Regions from separate parts of the Gossypium hirsutum genome. Here all the other regions are linked to region 2. Evidence: chromatin contacts called from public Hi-C data. All regions are on one chromosome and are shown on one strand. Each heading gives the region's core, a stretch centred on a gene start, on an enhancer-like site or on the middle of the called end of the contact. The rest is flanking DNA. Distances are from core to core; before and after follow the strand shown. Region 1 holds the start of LOC107897871 (photosynthetic NDH subunit of subcomplex B 5, chloroplastic). Region 2 holds the start of LOC107897869. Region 3 holds the start of LOC107897870 (CBL-interacting serine/threonine-protein kinase 7).

What was found. Hi-C and Micro-C count contacts between places; a contact is called where the count stands out from the background.
Region 1: a contact with region 2 is called in a Hi-C map of leaf, with 2.3 times the contacts expected there. The contact joins the promoter of LOC107897871 here to the promoter of LOC107897869 in region 2. A contact is called at or near these places in 8 of 34 Hi-C or Micro-C datasets (anther, callus, hypocotyl and 2 more).
Region 3: a Hi-C map of leaf shows a contact between it and region 2, with 2.1 times the contacts expected there. The contact joins the promoter of LOC107897870 here to the promoter of LOC107897869 in region 2. A contact is called at or near these places in 2 of 34 Hi-C or Micro-C datasets (both in leaf).

The regions. Positions count from the first base shown.
Region 1 is chrA10:58,881,738-58,885,006 of Gossypium_hirsutum_v2.1, forward strand. It overlaps LOC107897871 (photosynthetic NDH subunit of subcomplex B 5, chloroplastic), which reads right to left and starts at 1,424. Exons shown (of 5, transcript XM_016823457.2): 1 at 910-1,424; 2 at 693-753; 3 at 490-611; 4 at 108-404; 5 at 1. The coding sequence starts at 1,161. The coding sequence ends at 174.
Region 2 is chrA10:59,125,934-59,129,355 of Gossypium_hirsutum_v2.1, forward strand. LOC107897869 reads left to right here and starts at 2,165. Exons shown (of 3, transcript XM_041079291.1): 1 at 2,165-2,398. The coding sequence starts at 2,270.
Region 3 is chrA10:58,902,592-58,905,944 of Gossypium_hirsutum_v2.1, forward strand. LOC107897870 (CBL-interacting serine/threonine-protein kinase 7) reads right to left here and starts at 1,690. Exons shown (of 1, transcript XM_016823456.2): 1 at 128-1,690. The coding sequence starts at 1,637. The coding sequence ends at 288.

The sequences.
Region 1 (3,269 bases), core at 174-2,673, 240 kb before region 2:
TCTGCAATCACAATATAGATGGCTTACTGATTAGGAGATCCTCTTAACACAAACATAGAAATCAATAAAAACTCTCTTCTCAAAAACAAGGGAAAAAGAAACTATACCTTCCAGTCCATGCTCACATGACAGTAGCTAATAATTACAGTTCTCTTTTTCTTCTCGAAAGAAATTTATCTCTTTGTTATATCATCTTTCTTGATAGTGAAATCCCAGAGATCTCCATATTTCTCATTAAAATCCCAAATGCTCATGGTATTGTAGTCGTTTATTAACTTATCACGAGCTCCCCTTTCCATGTTATATATCTGTGGCTCAAAGTGGTGAGGCTTATCTGGTTTATCCATCTCAATTATACAAAATATAGCCGTAAACACTCCAGCTCCTATGAACAAGTACTCCCCCTACAACATTAAATTCATCTTGTTAATCTTATCTGTTTTTCTTTTCAAAATATAGAAAGATAAATGAAGATATGAAATGAATTACTGGAACATTGAAAAACATTCCGGCAGCAACTGCAGGGAGGAAGAGCCATGAAATAAAGCCTTGGAATCCTGTTGGAGGTTCAATAGCTTCAATGTCATCAGCAATGGCTCCCCAAAATGTTCCTGAAGTAAAAAAGCTTCAACAGTTATATGTTGTTTCACCATTGGTTAAACAAAAACATCAAATTTAACTCTTTCATGTACCTTTCTCCTCTCCTTCAAAGTAAGTATGGTGCCCATCATATTCTCCATACTTAAAATCTTCCTATAATTCAACAAAACATAAGCATTGAAATGAACCAGCATATTCATATAACAAAAATGTATACTCTTGTACTCATATACATACAGAAGACAGGCTGGGATATGAATACTTTTAAGTAAAGCAATTAGATTAGAAGTAGAAACGAAAAGAACTGACAGAGCTGACGCTGTTGGTGGCCCATCTGTCAAGAGGGTCTTCATTGAGATCAGGTTCAATCTCAGACAACCCTGCAGCATTCAATCTTGTGAAGTTGATTCTTCCATCCCCATGGTTTCTAACCAGCTTGAACTTAACAAGACCAACCTCTCTTTGGTTCTTCATTACATTAACTCTGGTTTCAACCTTCTTACACCTGATTTTAGGCACTGAACTTACTGAGACAACTGAGAGTGCTGCCTGAACTGCCATTTTCTTTTCTTTTTTTTGTTTCTTTGTTTATCTTCCTTGTGAGCATGTAACGCCCCCCCCCCCGGAGGGCGGCCTTCTTAACGAAGTGAGGTTTCTACGCAACTGCTAGGTGTATGAATGACCAATTAGATTGAACCACGTTGCACGTAGGGGACCTACTTGTTGAGGTACGTGGTGCATTTTGGTTGGGGGTTCTCCCATAGTTCCTGTGAGACTTGGGTTGGTTTAATCAGGCGTTAAATGAAGGATGGAGAATGCTTTGTTCCTTATCCACTTTTTAGGACGAGGAAAATATAAAGGCCGAAACTAAGCAGTGGAACTCCGCACACGGGCCAATTCGGCCTGTCAAGGCTGGTGGATAAAGGCCTACCATAGCTAAGAATACTTGGTATAAAATGTTCTGTTTTTCTAACTTGAGGCGTCCGATTAACCTGAAAATGTAAAATGAATTAGGTACAAGTAGTCGTTTTTTTTTTAATTTTAAAATTTAGTAAATTAATCTCTTTCAAAAATTTAAAGCAATTTAATCTATTTTAATTTAAAAAATAAGTAACTAAGGATAATTAATCATAGCGTTAATGTCTTCTAACAATTTTACATAATTTTAATTGGTATAGCAACAAACTTAGCCTTTAATGTTTACTTATTTTATCATTTTGACCTTAATTCTAAAAATAAAAAAAATCAACATGTGTAGCTTCAACATTTATACAATTTTTATGGAATAAATTTATGAAATTAGAACTAAATTGACAGAATATATAAATTTTGAGGGCTAAAATTATTATTATACCAATCAAAATCATGTAAAATTGATGAAACTTTAACATATTGCTCACTTTTGAATTGATAAAAATTAAATTACTCTGATTATTTTGAGAAGGATTAATTTACTCAATTTAATTTTTTATTAATGAAATACATTTTGTTGGTATGCTGGTTAATCTGCTTAATGGGTATCTTTTCTTCATTCTCTTTGTTGCTGCTAAATAATGTTTGTTGGTGGCAGCCACTATCTGGATGTAATTTCGGTTTTTGTCAATTAATTATCAGTTTCTTCCATTTTTTTTCTTGTTTCTTTGATTAATGGAATATAGTTTGGAGCTTTTGGGATGGACAATCAATGGAATTATCTTGAAAAAGATTGATTCCAGAAATTTTGGTATTGTGGGTCTGGGAGACCTCTGCAATTGATTCAAATTTATTGAAAAGAATACCAACAAAAAAATGCCAAAAACATTTGGATTTGATTTTAAGTACCGGATATGTGTTGGTATTTAATATGATGTTAAAGTTTTTATGCATAAATAGAGAATTATAAAAGATTATATCTTCACATTCGTGTTCGGGTAGGCATCATGCATTAAAGAAAAAAAATTAAGAGTCCAAGACCAAGCAACATAGAAAAATGCAACTGTCTAACCATTTTTTAAAAAACGGGAATCGACTTAGGTTTTGAAAATGAAAACGAATAGAGGGGTCGCCACCAATCCTTTTTGGTGAGGTGTGATCGGGTCACCTTAAATTAATCATTTTAATAAAAGTTAAGATTTACTAAAACGATAATTTTTTGGTCTACGAATAACAGAAAATGAGTTCGGGAGTTGGTTACGCACGAGGAAGGATTAGCACCCTCGGTACGCCCAAAAATTGGTACCTAGTTGATTAATTAGTGTCTTAGTGTCGAAGATTAAAAAAACTTGAAAGACTTTGAAATACGATCCCTCTTTGTAAAAAGCTTAAATGTTAAAGTCCTTCTCGTCTCAAAATATGAAATGTCACATCCAATAAGTTAGGACACGACATCTTGAATTTTCGAGAGCGAGCTTGCCTTTTTATATAAAATTTTCGTATTTTAATTTATTAAAAGGGTATTTGATTATTTAGAGTAAACGAGAGAAATCGAAACCTAGTAAGTTAGGGCACGTTTTCTCGAATTCTCAAACACTGAATATCGCCTTTATTTTAAAACAAATTCTTATTTCGAGGTGACAAAATGTCATACCCGGTAAGTTAGGGCACAACACTTCGTATCTCTGAGAATAAGCATTTTTCAAAACTCGTATAGCGATTTAAAAGAGTATTACGTTATTTAGGTTAAATGAGAA
Region 2 (3,422 bases), core at 915-3,414:
GACCAAGTAATACCACTTAGTACTAGTTAAATGTTAGATAATCCATGAGCCAATATTTATTTTCATTTTTCATTGTATGCATGCAAAAATCATTGAGGAAAATACATAAATAATATTAATGTAATCAATGAATACTTCATTAAACTAATTTGTTCAAAAAATACAAGTATACATAGACGAAAATACTAAACTAAAGGCATTAATTCCAACAGTCTCCCCCTTACCTTAGCGAGGTAGATGAGTCATGTTTCGTATTCCCATGCCTTTTACATGTTTCTCAAAACTCCTAACCACTTGAGTCTTGCTAAACGGATCCACAAGGTTTCCTCTAATGTGACTTTGACTACATCCTTTATTCTGTCCACTGCTACCTCTCTTTTAATCTGATACTTTCTATCAATATGTTTTGTGCTCTTGTTGTTTCTGGTTTCCTTGGGGTTAGCTATTGATGCATTACTATCACAATACAATGTGATAGCTTTTTCAATACCAAGAACAACTTTGAGATCCATAAGGATTTTTTGAAGCCATATTGCTTCTTTTATTGCTTTAGAAGCAACCATATATCGACCTCTATAGTAGACTCAATAGTACAACCATGCTTGACACTTCTCCATACTGTGGACCCACTATGTAGGACAAAAATATAGCCCAATGTTGATTTCATCAAATCTTGACACGTTTGGAAGTCAAAATCGGTATAACCGATAGGAGTGAGATCTCCTCTAGAATATAAAAATATATAATCCATCATTCTTCGTAACTACTTGAGTATATGCTTAACAACTTGGGTATATGGCTGCCTTTGTGTCGTTGAACTGATTTTAAAGATGTAATCTTGGTAGTAGGCAAATGCTTAGAAGTTAAGGCACTGCCTCTTCTAGAAATTTCTTCTTTCCGTAGGGTCTTGCGAGAACCTTTCGCCTTGATTTGCTTCTCCACATGGATTGCTAGCTTGCAAACATCATCAAAATTCCAATAAGGTTGTGATTGGACAACATCACTGACCTCTTGACAAAAATCACCAAGATACCGAGCAATCATTTGCTTTTCAATCTCCACATTTCATCATGAGATGCTCAAATTCAATAGTGTATTGCTTTACCAACAATTCATGTTGTTTGGAACTAAGAAATTGCTAGAAAGAATCTTGCCTATAATTTGTAAGAAACTTTCTTTTAAGCTTTCTTTTTCTTTTTCAATTTTCTCATGAGGTTTTATTAAATTTTCCTCCAAATGAATGCATACTTTTTCAACTTGATGGTTACCAAGTTGACTTGACATCGTCATTCTACATATTTTAGAACGAAATGGTTCTTGCTATTCAAAATTAACCGATACCCTATTACCACTAGACATATTCATGGGCCAAGCTACTTGTCCAAACCCGAAGGCCTGTCCGAAATTTAGGAAGGTTTGAGCAAAAAAATTAAGCCCGAAAAATGGGCTTGGACAAAAAAAATTAAGCCCATTTTGAAATACGGGCTAGGCTTGAGCTTAAACATTTAAAGCCTCAATCCGACCCGAGCCGAGCCATTTTAAGTTTATAATACTTTATATCATGTTATTTTTATATATTAGAACATATTAAAAAAATAAACCTACACTAAATATATAATACTACTCTAATGTAAACGTTAATATAATGTTAAGATGACTATAAAAAATTTCAATAAATAAAAAATATATAAAATTATTAAATATTAAAATAAAATAAAATATATATTTATTTTTAAAAAATTAAATAATAATATTGGTGGGCTTAAAATGGGCTTAAGTTAACCTTTTACAAATATGAGTGTATTTAGATAAAATTTTAAATTCAAATTTTAAACCCAAATATTAATATCATGTTTAAACCCAAACCTCACCCGACCCGACGATGAGCACCTCTAATCACCACATATTCCCGTTAATTATTCAAAGCACTTCAAATAACAACCGTGCGAGCAAAAGTGTGCGAGCAAAAGTGTGGGGACTTTAGCATGCAATAAGCCACAAGTCTGCTAAAGTAAATATCCAGAAAAGTCAAATAGATCCATGTTTGTTGTTTGGGCATTATTTTGGGAGCTATTAGCCCATTAAGAAATTTTTTGTTGAAAGAAGAGCCCATTAAGATCTTTTCCTAGAACCGGGCATCTTCCTATAAAACATATCCAAGGTTTCAGCCTCACACATTTTGAGATGTCTGAGGGTAATTTTTCAAAAGTTTTCAGTCTCCTCGCGAATTCTCATCAATTTTTTTTCTCTGTAGAAAGTGAAAAGGAGAATGTCTTCTTTAGGCACTTCAAAGGGTGTTCTTGAAATCGCCAAATTCGGTCTCTATGTTACGATCCCTATCGTTCTTATATACACTTTCGCCAAGAACACCAAGAATCTCCAGAAATTAATGGGAAATGTATACTCTCTTTTATCTCTTCTTCTCTTTGTGTTGTATCTTCTTTTTTTTTTCATATTTTTAGTTGGTCGGATTTGTCTGATTCGTTGAACTCTGTGACAGATTGAGAGTTTTTTTATATCTGGATTAGGCTTGAAATTGGAACAAAGTCTAATACTCATTCGAACTTTTTTGAAATTTGGGCCTCTTTATAACTGAACATTCTGGATTGTGGCAATAGGTATTTGTAAGAAAGCAGTGTTTCGGTAACTTGGTTTGTTGGTTCAAAAAGTAAATGGAAGAATGAAATTAGATCTTCTGTATCTATGATCATGTATTTTCTGCAATATAATCATGTTTAACACACTTATTAAAAATTGATATGCTAAAAGTTTGTATTATATAGATTTCGAGATATTCGTTTTCATGTTACTTTTTATATTGTGTCATGTTTTTATGCTGCTGTGGTTTTGTTATTTTTTCTGTGATATGCTCATGCTAATCAACTTAAAAAATATATATGCAGGGATCCTATTATCCCTGTTCTTGTTAAATTATAAAAAGAATCTCTTCGTAATTTGATAACCGGTTAGGTAACTTGTTATGGTCTGGCAATAAATGGGAATTCTGTATTTCAACATCGCCTGTAGATTGGAATGTTGAGACCTGTGATTTTCTAGTATCGGTTTATTCTAGGATTTTTTTTTCTTACATGAATCATATTGATGCTCTATAAAGGTTAGTTATGTTATATATCTGCCTATTTGCAGATTTTAGTTAGGGTAAACTACATCATTAGTCACTAAATTATGCTAAATTTTCATTTTGGTCATTTAACTAAAAAAAGTTACAATTTAGTTATTGAATTATTTAAAAATTTTCATTTAAGTCACTGAACTATTCAAAAGTTTTTATTTAAGTAGTTGAACTATTATCTTTTCTTTTTTAAAAGTTCTATAAGTGAGCTCCAAGTGACAATTCGACAATCTGTACAGTATATCAGTACCCATCGACAAGTAGGATAACATACCTTAGATCCAATTTA
Region 3 (3,353 bases), core at 440-2,939, 220 kb before region 2:
TTTAGCTGTTAATCCACGGTTTTTTTTTATCAACTTTTATGTTTCAGCTTCTTCCCTGTTTCTGGAATTGATTCCAATTTTATCAGTTCTGCAAAATCTATGGAAAGTTGCCAAGAAATCAACAAAATAATAATAAATTATTCAGCTGCTGAAATTATCACTATAATTTTCATCTTTTATATCTATCTAGATTCAGACCAAATAGAATAACTAATGAATACAACAAAAGTAGGGGAAAGAAAGAGGGAAAAAAAAACCTTCCATGTACATTACCAAACAAAACACCATCACCCTAAAGCACCATTATCCCAAGAAACAAAAACGTCTCCAAGGCCGGCTTCCAGATCCACCCACTGCCCTTCCTCAAACTCTGCCCCACCATCCATCACCTTAATCTCCACCAATACAAACACCTCTGCCACCTCTACCACCTCCACCACCACTACCACCCTCCCTTTCCCTAACCCCATAAGCCCTCTTTTCCCTCTCTCCACTCTGTACCCCAATCTCTCCCCTACCTCCCTAACCCTCTGCATTACCCCATTCAGCTCCATTGAAGTTGTATACCTCCTTTCCTTCCTCTTATTATCCCCTCCTTCTAAAAGCCCTGACAAATCCAACCCTGAAGACAATGCTATTATATCAAAAGCATTAACTCCATTACAAACCATATCATGTTTCAACTTCCTGTCATGTAACAAACTTTCTTGTTGGCTGTTTGATGATGGAAACGCCTTTGAAGTTCTCTTAAACCATGAAGTTTCCATTAACTTGGCTATGCTCATTCTTGTGTCGGGGTTCGGGTCTAAAAGCTGCCATATTATAGCTTTTGCTTGCTTTGATATCCAAGATGGAAATTGGAACTCCCTTCGTTGAATCTTTTTGTACATAGTCATCAAGTTACCATCATCAAATGGTAAATAACCTGCCAACAGAACAAATAAAATGACACCACAAGACCAAGCATCCGCCTTGGAACCCTTATACCCTTTTCTCCGGACAACCTCAGGAGCCGTATAAGCCGGCGTTCCGCAAGCTGTATGCAGAAGACCGACGTCGTTTAGCTGTTCTGGTAGAGCCGAGAGACCAAAGTCCGAAACTTTAAGATTTCCACTTTGATCTAACAACAGATTTTGAGGCTTCACATCACGGTGGGCGACACCGTTTAGGTGGCAGAAGTGGAGAGCGGAGACGAGTTGGGAGAAGTACCTACGTGCGGCGGATTCAGTTAATCGGCCACGGCGTAACACTTTGGAGAAGAGTTCACCACCGGAGGCTAGTTCCATGACGAGGTAGATCTTGGTCTTTGAGGCCATCACCTCGTGGATTTTAAGAATGTTCGGGTGATGTTGTAGGCGGCGCATAGCTGAAACTTCCCGGATTATCCTCGGTTCCATGGCGGCATCTACTGTTTTCGTTTTGTCTATGATCTTGATCGCCACAACGCTGTTATTGTCCTCAAGAGAAGTTGCCTCGTGAACTTTTGCAAAGCTTCCACGGCCTAACAACCGACCCAATTCATACTTACCTAAAAGTATACTTGTTGGTGTTTTAGTACGGCTGAGTGTCGGTATCTGTGGTGGTGGCGGCGGCGGAGACGACGGTGGTGGTGGTGGAAGTGGAGCCACTGACGGCATGGTGTATGGCGGCGAATAGGGAGTACCACAACGAGGTTGAGGTAGACGGTTAGTTGGTATATATAGTGGGGGGAAGTTTGGTTGGCTTCTCGCTGTCAAAGACTAAAATCTGGTGGGACTTTCCTTCCTAAACTACCCTTTAGATCTAGTATAATTTGATTCTTGTTTTGATTGGAAAATTAGGTTAAAATATACTTTTAAGTCCTGTACATTTTGTATATTTAAAACTTAGTTCTTTTACATTTAAGAATTTTACATTTAAGAATTTTTTTCCCTCCATTTTTTAAATTTCAATTCCAATTGCTAAATTAGTTAGTATGACATTTTGACTTTTAAGAAATACTTATTTAGTAGTCATGTAATAAAATAATGATTTGTAATTAACCTGAATTTAACGGAATAACTTTGACCAAGTCAACAATTAAACATGCATTTTTATATCTGAAAAATAGAAAAATTAAATTTCTTAAAATAAAAGTAGGGAATTAAATTTCAAATATGTAAAAAGTAGATAGGCATAGAACATATTCAACTTAAAAACTTTCACTTATTTTTGATTAAAATTGCTGTTACTCTTCATACTTAAAAAAAAAAAGAAGAAGAAGTAAGATTCAATAATTAAAAAAGTTAAAAATAAAGTGTTTTTACTTTTTTAATTTAAAAATCTTACTATTATTATTAATATTTTTTTGTTAAAATTTATTAAATTAACATGGTAATTAAGTTGTCCTCACATGATTATAATTGATGAAAAACAAATATGTTAAGTTTTTGATGAAAATTACTATCCGCTTTAATGATTGGATTAGAATTTTAAAATTAAAAAAAAATAAAAAATTTAATTTTTAACTTAAAAGTATAATGACCGCATCTTAAATTTTATAAAAATATAGGGACTAAATATTCTTTAAATTTTTCGTTGCAAATTCCAAATGGGTCTCTTTTATTTTGCCTTCATAAACCATCCAACAGTTGTGTCCGGAATAATTGAACTACAAGTACTTTTCTTTATCTTTTTCTTTTCTTTTATTAGAGTGAGAAATGTTAAAATTTCACATCAACTTTTATCTAATATAATATATTAAATTTGATTTAATAATTATACACATAAAATTTTAATTTTAATATAGAAAAATTATCTCATACACAATTTGTAAAATTGATTTAGGGTGTGACGATTGTATTATAGAATATAATAAAAAAATATAAATATAAATATAAATAAATTCTTTAAACTTCATAAAGAATGTATGAAATAATTACTATTCATGAAACTTTAATTTTATTTTAAGAAAACAAATATAAGCCTTTGCTTAATAATAATATTGAGGTCTTAAAGAATTCTAATATCTTAAATTTAACTCTATGTGTGAGTTGTCTCCAAATTCTCTTTGAATTAGATCTTCTTATGATATAAGTTAAGATATAATTCAGTTATCAATTTTATTATGTTTTGTAATAATTTCTTTTAGCTATAATTATTTAAAAATATGTATCATGAATGGTGTAAACTGAAATATAAATTTAATAAATTCAAAACAATTTAAAAATACGTATCACTCAAGAATAATGGTCTTTTTATTACCAAAACAATAATACTTGTCTTTTTCTGTTTAAAAGAAACTACCCACTAATCAACTTTTTAATATAATTTTTATTTGTTTTTTATTCATCGCATAATAGTGTGTTATAATTAATTTAGTTTTAAAAGAAATA